Linked DNA regions of Ovis aries: region 2 is linked to region 1. Evidence: chromatin contacts called from public Hi-C data. All regions are on one chromosome and are shown on one strand. The core of a region is the stretch at or near the end of the contact, and the rest is flanking DNA. Distances in the headings are between cores, read along the strand shown.

Evidence for each region. Hi-C and Micro-C count contacts between places; a contact is called where the count stands out from the background.
Region 2: a contact with region 1 is called in a Hi-C map of blood, with 5 times the contacts expected there. The contact joins the promoter of NFATC1 here to the enhancer-like site in region 1. A contact is called at or near these places in 9 of 16 Hi-C or Micro-C datasets (blood, hypothalamus, liver and 3 more).

Annotation. Positions count from the first base shown.
Region 1 is chr23:947,390-951,267 of ARS-UI_Ramb_v3.0, reverse strand. The region is part of intron 9 of NFATC1 (nuclear factor of activated T cells 1); the gene reads left to right. Among named protein-coding and RNA genes, the nearest start is that of CTDP1, 65 kb to the right of the region's middle. Within about 2 kb of position 2,102, at least 6 of the 54 cell types and tissues checked have an H3K27ac peak or open chromatin away from gene starts, as enhancers often do.
Region 2 is chr23:1,033,132-1,037,009 of ARS-UI_Ramb_v3.0, reverse strand. NFATC1 (nuclear factor of activated T cells 1) reads left to right here and starts at 1,895. Exons shown (of 10, transcript XM_042239521.1): 1 at 1,895-2,361. The coding sequence starts at 2,235.

The DNA.
Region 1 (3,878 bases), core at 853-3,352:
ACCCAGAAGCACACATATCGCGCCTTCACTTAGGGTAGGAAGTGGAGCACTTGGTGATAAAGTCTCGGGCAGATAAGGTGCGGATGCTGGCGAGGAGGAGCCACCGCGGGGCGGTGGGAGTGAGAGGTGACCATAAGCAGGAGGGACGTGTGATGGTGGGCAGCTGCCACCTGGATGTCAGACCTTAAAACCGGGTAGAGCCTGCTGGAGCCGCGCGAGCCCGTCAGGCCTGGAGCAGCTCTCAGAGCCGCCTGCCTGTCGGCGCCATTGCAGGCACTGCTGCAGGGGTGTGGTGCTGTTTCTGAGGCCACGCCGGCGGGCCCCTCCTGGCATTGGACCCGCACCCACAGCGCCCCTTTGAAGGCACCAGGGTCAGCTGCCCGCAGTGTGGGACCCAGGGCTGACTGCCCACGTGCAGCTCCTCCAGGTCAGAGGAAATGGTCACCACAGAGACCCTGCGGATTCCTTGGTCGCCTGCAACGTCTTTCTGTTAAAAAAAAAGTTTCTAAAGCACAGAAAAGCAATACAGGAAAAACGAAAGATAAAGTCTTTCTGGCTCAAACAGTGCACTGTGTGTGTATGTGTGGTGGTGGGTGGGTGTGGATTTTTTGTTTTGAAAACATGCCGCGGAAAAGGAGACAAGAGACTGTGGCCTCAGCCTCTCTGGCCTCTGTGTTCTGAGCACCTCGCGGGTGAGGACGGTGAGGGTCGGGGCAGAGAGGGCCTGGCGGGGGCCGACCCTGCAGGGGGGCGGCGAGCAGCAATCCGCTGGTCTGGCTGCCAAGGTCCCTGCCCCTGTGTGCATCTCCCCGGCCTTTCCTACTTTCATAGTCAGTACTGAGAAAGAGCAGGTCGCATGGCCCGTGGAGCCCGAGGGAGCAGTCTCAAAGCTTCCAGACCCGTAGTGTGTGCAGGTGGCGAGGGGCGGCCCCAGGCTGAGGTCACCAGGTCAGGGTCTCAGCTTCTCGCCTTCTCTCAAGGGCCGGAATGGCTGGGCCTCCCCACCTTTACCTGAGTAGGATTGCTGCAGGGTCAAGAGTAATACGCATGCAAGGGCTTAGCAGCTAACCGTAGGAGTTGGGTAAATAGTTTGTTCACTCCTTATGATCTGTCTTGAGATCTGTAGTTGCATTCAGAAACCAAGAATCCAGAAACGTGGGAACATTTACTTAAAGGTCAGACGTTGAAAGGAGAGAAATATACAGAAACTACTCAGACTCACGATTCCTTTTGGGTTTGCTCTGTTCTCAAGATAGTCACCCAGAGCCCACGGGGGAAACCACAGGGATGAGCCACGGTGTTTCAGCACAACAGGAGGCCCTGATGCCAGCTACTCTCAAAGCAGTGTCAAAAGAAAGCCAAATAGTTTACTTTAAAAGGACTTTTCACCTTATTAGTGAATTTGCACACTCACTTAGGAATAGCAGAGACATCTTTCTATGGTTTCAGGAAGGATATAGTTAACATTTACCAATGTCAGTCAAGTACAGGTGAAAACTACGCCTGTGCTTTGTACATGTTAGTTTTGGTATTTTAAAGAAAATGCTTACTTCCTTTTCACTCAATCCCATATTTTACAGAGAGGTGGATTTGTGTGTGGGCATCAGATATACACATCCTGCGTCTATATCCCAGATTAAAACAACAATTCAAACGGCCACGTTAAGTTTTAGAAAAAAAACAATTGTTTCCACCTCAGGAGCATTTTAGAGAAAAATTAAATATAAGGGAAAAAACCCTTCTTATTAAATTGTGGTATAACAGCTCACCACATCCTGTTGCAGGGACAATCTGACGTGAAGCACAGCAAAGGTTCCTCTTTCAGTCCCCTCACAATCCGGGAGGGTCACATGTTACCTGCAGTTCAAAATACTTCTGTAAAGAAGAAAAAAACCTCTGTGTCGGTGGAAAAGCTGAATAAGAAGATGGAAATTATCAGTAGAGAGAAGACATTGTGGGAAACCGTAGGTGTCTTCGGCACAACCATATCAAAGAGAGAAAGCCACCCCCAAAATAACCCACACAGAGCCCCAGGGCCTGGCCTGATGCGGGCTCGGACCCATGACCTCACGGAGGGAAGATAGGAAGTCGTGGCTGGGAGGACCGGGGCCGGGACCCTATGCCCCGCTTCCCGCCCTCCGTCAGGGCCTCTCTACCTCAGCCCTACCCTGACCTGGTCTGTCTGTATCCATCTGTGAAATGGGGCCATCGTGGCTTCCCTGCAGGGCTCCTACCCAGACTGTGTCTGTGGAAGGGAGTGAGGTCTGAGCGCCCACCCTCAGCCCCGGGGACCCTTGTGGGAAGCGTCATCCACCGTGGATTGCTAGTCTTCCACCTTTACTTTGGGCAGCTTCCTGGCTCAGGCCGCAGTGCTCAGGGAAGGTGCAGGAGGGTGTGTGGGGGTGGGCGGTGGTTCTTGAGTCTGTTCCTAAGAGGAGTGACCCACTGTGACCCCAGCCTGCCCTTGCCAGTCATGGGCAGCGCCGGGTCCAGCCAGTGACTTGACAGGAAGCTCATCAGAGGCCCCAGCCGATGGCAATGGGCAGGAGCTCTGCTCCCACCCTGGCCCCTGAGCCTCTCCTGGGGGCTCTCCATGGGACCATTCCTCGCTCATAGCAGAGCCCTGCACTGGCGTCCTCTCTGGGCCCAGAATGTCTGGGCTATGCCTCTTCACTACACCCCCACCCCCACCACGGGTGCCCCCTTAAAGGTTCAGGTGCCCCAGTAGGCAAAAGGGGAAGCCCACCGCTTAGGTTTCTTCCCCTTTTATCTTGTCAAACAGATGTTATTTTTCCTGTGGTCTCTCTAACCCTGAGTAAAGATTCTCAGCTACTCCGCTGGCTGCCTTACTAACCCTCAGAGCTCCCTCCCAACCCCTTCACTTTTACCCTCAGATGGGGAAAAAATGGAAACAGTGACAGGTTTTCTTGGGCTCCAGAATCACTGTGGACAGTGACTGAAGTCATGAAAGTAATAGATGCTTACTCCTTGGAAGAAAAGCTTTGATAAACCTTGACAGCATTAGAAAGCAGAGACATCACTTTTCAGACAAAAGTCCATATAATCAAAGCTATGGTTTTTCCAATAATCAGGTACTAATGTGAGAACTGGATCATAAAGACAGCTGAGTACCAAAGAATTGATGCTTTTGAATTGTGGTGTTAGAGAAGACTCTTAAGAGTCTTTGGACAGCGAGGAAATCAAACCAGGCAATCCTAAAAGAAATCAACCCTGAATATTCATTGGAAGGACTAATGCTGAAGCTGAAACTCCAATACTTTGGCCACCTGATGCAAAGAGCCAACTCATTGGAGAAAACCTTGATGCTGGGAAAGATTGAAGGCAGGAGGAGAAGGGGACGCGGAGGATGAGAGGGTTGGATGGCATCAGCGACTGGATGGACAGGAGTTTGAGCAAGCTCTAGGAGTTGGTGAAGGACAGGGAAGCCTGGCCTGCTGCAGTCCATGGGCTGCAAAGAGTCGGACACGACTTAGCGACTGAACAACAACGATATTACCTCTCAGCTCTCCCTCCCAGTTCCAGTCAGTATTTTTCAGCGATCTATTCCTGATCTTACTAGACTGCTCTGAGATTTCCATTTTCCTAAAACTGGGAAGGCAGAGCCGGACTGTGGGTAGTGTGACTGACCTCCACCCCCACCCCTCTTTAGGTGGGGTCGAGCACTGTTCCCACTGTGAAATCTTTGCCTTGAGGCGTGACAGCTGATTTCTGTTCTGGGATGGAGCTGGGCCCACTGCCTCCGTTACCCTTTTCAGTAGTAGCTGTCACCCAGTGGGAGAGACTCTGACCTGCGTGGCCCCAAACCTGCTTCTTTTCTCAGAAAAGTTTAGGCAGCCCCACCAGGCCCCTGGCCTTGG
Region 2 (3,878 bases), core at 646-3,145, 86 kb before region 1:
CCGAGTGGCACTCCCGGCCCGAGGGGTCCCGCGGGCTCCGGGGCCGCAGGACAGCCCCACGCCCCTGAAAGCCCGAGAGGGGCGGGCGGAGGGGGCGAGAGTCAGCCTTCCTTTTGACACAACTCTCCAAACCTCCCTTCTCTCTGCGCCACGACTCGGCCTCTCCTCCCGGCCCGTTCCTCTAGTGGGGCGGGCACTCGCGCCGACAAACTCTCCAGGCAAAACCCATAGCCTGGGGGGCCGGGGACTCACCAGCTCATCTTTGCTGAGGGGGGCGGGGGCGGGGACGGGGGCGGGGGCAGGGGGGAGGGGGAGGGGGAAGGGGGAGGGGAAGGGGGAGGGGCGGGGCGCCCCCTGGCGGCTGCCAGCTCCGGGCGCACGTCCCGCCCCCCAGTCCCCGCCCCTCCAGTCTCCCTTCCCTCCCCGCTTTCTCCCCCCGCCCCGCCCCGCCTCCCTCCGTCCCGCGTCCTCGCAACCCTCCCCCCTCGGCAAGCTCGAGGGGTTCCCCCTCTTGGGCCTCCAGCGTCCTCGCGGGGTCTCCCAGCCCCAGCCACTGCGTCCCCGCGGGGTCCCCCCGCCCTTTGCCTGGGGCTCGAGGCGCCTGGCGGGTCGGCTCCCAGAACGGGCGCTGACCCACAGGTCGTGGCACCAGGAGTGGCCTGACCCCCTCCAGACCCCCAAGGGAGACACCCAGGGGAGACCCCCAGGGGAGGCCTGCGCCCAGTCGGGCCGACTCTACTGGGATGAACCGACAACCGCGGTGGTGACGTGGGCATGCCTCTGCCGGGCGCCTTCCTGTTGTTTAATGTCGCACCGAGGGCAGGGCAACCCCCCCCATTGGGTCAAGCGTGGCACCCCCCCTTTCCCCGAGTGCCGGGCGTGGAGTCCTTTGGGAGCACACCCCCCCCCACCCCGCGAGCCGCAGGCCTCCTGGTCCCCGCGGCAGACACGTCTTCTGCTTTGGGTTTATTTTAACCCACATAGGGTGTCGTGCAATAGATTTATAATTCTTATACACCAGACATTTTAACTGCCCCAACACTCCGTCCCTTCCAGCCAAGGCCAACACGAAAATACGGTCCCGTTTTGGCCGCCAAGCTGCACCGAGAAAGCAGGAGGGCTTGAAAGAGGAAAGAGTGAAGTGAAGCAGCGGGTTGGAGAGGCCTCCCCCGCGAGGCGAGCGGACCAGCCCCTGTCGGCTGGAAACCCCAGTCGCGCCGGTAAACCGCCCTGGCCCTCGGGGCCGGCCGGGGGCGACGGCTGGGAGCCCGGGGAGGGGCTCGCGGTTCTCCACGGCCCCCCCTCCCGCGCCGCCCCGCGCCAGCCAGCCGTGCAACAGGCAATCTGGGTCGCTCAGATATTTACAGGAGAAAAATGACAGTGACTCCACGTCCCGGGACTGCCGTGCAATCTGTTAGTAATTTAGCGGGATGGGAATTTCCTTTCTCGGGCCTGCCAGTGGAAGCGCTTTTCCAAATTTCCACAGCGGGGGAAGCCTGCGATTTTACATAATGACTTCAGCATGCAGGGCTCTCTCGGCACCCCCGTCGGCCCCCTCCCCGCCCCGCCCCGCCCCCCTCATTAAAGCTCAGTGCGGTTCTCTCAGGACACCCGCGTGGACCCAGGCGTCCGGGCCGGGCCGCGCGCCGGGTGCGCCCCAGCCTCTCCGCGTGCGCCCCTGTCCGCCCCCCTTGCGCCCCACGGGACGGGCGAGCGGCGGCCCGGCGCGGGGAGGGGCGGCCGCTCGGCGGCTGGTCCCCCGGGCCCAGCGCCGGCTCGGGCGGGCGGGGGCGTGATGTCACGGCAGGGAGGGGGCGCGGGAGCGGCCGGGCCGGCGGGGAGGCGGGGGAGGTATTTTCCAGCTTTAAAAAGGCAGGAGGCAGAGCGCGGCCCTGCGTCAGAGCGAGACTCAGAGACTCCGAACTCGCCGGCACAGTCACCGCGCCGGGGAGGGCGGCCGGGCGCGGGGACCGGGGCACGGGCGCACACCTCCGAGCCCCGGCCACCGCCACCCTGCTGGGCTCCCGGGGCCGCAGCCCGGCTCCGCCACGCGCGAACACACCCTCCCACCACATTTCTCTGGGGCGCGCGGGCTGAGCTGAGCCCGGGCCGGAGCGCGTCGGCCGGGGGAAAGGGGGCCTTTCGCGGGAGACCCGACCCCGGGCGGCAGCGCGAGGCGCCCACTTCTCCCGCTCCTCCTCCTGCTTGCCGCCGCCGCCGCCGCCGCCGCGTGGATGCCAAGTACCAGTTTTCCAGTCCCTTCCAAGTTTCCACTCGGCCCTCCGGTTGCAGTCGGCGGGAGCGGAGAAACTTTGGGGCCCTCGGCGCCCGCCGGCGGCACCATGAAGTCGGCAGAGGAAGGTAAGCGGGCGCAGCCGCAGTCCCCCACCGCGGCCCCCGAGGCGTGGGGGCGGCCCAGCACCCTGAGCCCCGCGCCGATCCCGCCTGCGCCCGCGGGGTCCCGGCCTGGGGAGGGGCGAGCAGGCCGCTCTGGTGTCCGCGCGCGGGGAGGGGCGTGGGCAGCCAGGCGCGCAGCGGGCGCGCTGCAAAGATTGGGAAGCGGTGTCCCCCTGGTGTTTCCCCAGAGCGGCCCTGATTTCGAACGCGCCTTCTTGCCAATAGGTGTCTCCTCTTCTCTAGCGCTGAGTTCGCGCACTTGGCCTTCGCTGGTGCAGCCGCTCGGCAGATCCCGCTGTAGAAACTCGGTTCATATGCAGGCGGCTTGGGGACCAGCGAGGTTAGGGCCGACAGAGCCACAAAAGAAGGACATTTTGGAGAGAAGCGAGGCTTCTTTAGGAAAGAGGGATGGCCCGGTTTCTTCCCCAGTGGGGCAGGGCCACCCTGTAGCCTCGAAGACCAGCCGTACAGTGAGGTGGGGATCTCTGCTCCCCTCTCCGAACTTAGCGGGGGCCGGATTCTCTCCAGGCACCGGGCCACGGGAACCGCTCCGTGAGGCGCCGCCACGCCGATGGCTCGCCCCGCAGAACTAAAAGCGATGAAAGGCGCGGTGGGGCGCAGCCCCTAATTCAAACCAGTTTGCAATCTTGTGGATTTGAGAGTTCCAACCGTAGATGTTTCAGGACAGTTTGGGAAGGGCCTGCCGAGTTTCAGGCTACTTTTTCAAAGTTACAAGGATGGCATAAGCTTCTGCCCTGAAGCCGGGGATGGCGAGGCCGCGACTGACAGTCTGCTGGCGACCCTCCTGCGTGCAGCTTCGGGTCCACAGCCCCTCACACTCAGCCCTTAGAAACAGCCACCACCACCCCGAACTCCCCCACCACCCTCATTAGCCGGGAGCTAAGGGATGACCAGGGCCAGGGCTCTGGTGGAAGCCGGAGACACCTTTCCAAACGCCTTATCAGCGCTGAAGTACTTTGTCTAAATTATTTTAAGAAAACTGCCAAGGCTGCCAATGTGTAATGAGTACTCATATTTTATAAGGGCAGACATCCTTCTGGGAAGTGCTAGAAACTAAATGCTACTGCCTGCTGTACGATTCTGATAAATATGAGGGCCCCGCTTGCATCACAGCTGCAATTTTCAAAGACTGCCTGCTCTGGAGAACTTCCTTATCGTCAGCAAACATGCGCTCAGGACCCTAAACTCAATGTAAGAACGTCACATGAGGGTCAGGGCCTCAATGTTTTATGTTATTTCTATGTGGTTTTAATCAAGGGAAGATATATATTAACATACACCTTATGTTTCTTACCATTTCATGCCAATTTAGAAAATGTTTAAATGTAAGCAGTAGATAATGCTTACAGGATGAGCTGTTACTGTCAGCAAAGTTTTAAAAGTTGTCGAGATTTTGATTTTACATCTTTGGACACTTTACATCAAAGTTTCCCCCACATTATTTCTTACCACTGCTTTTT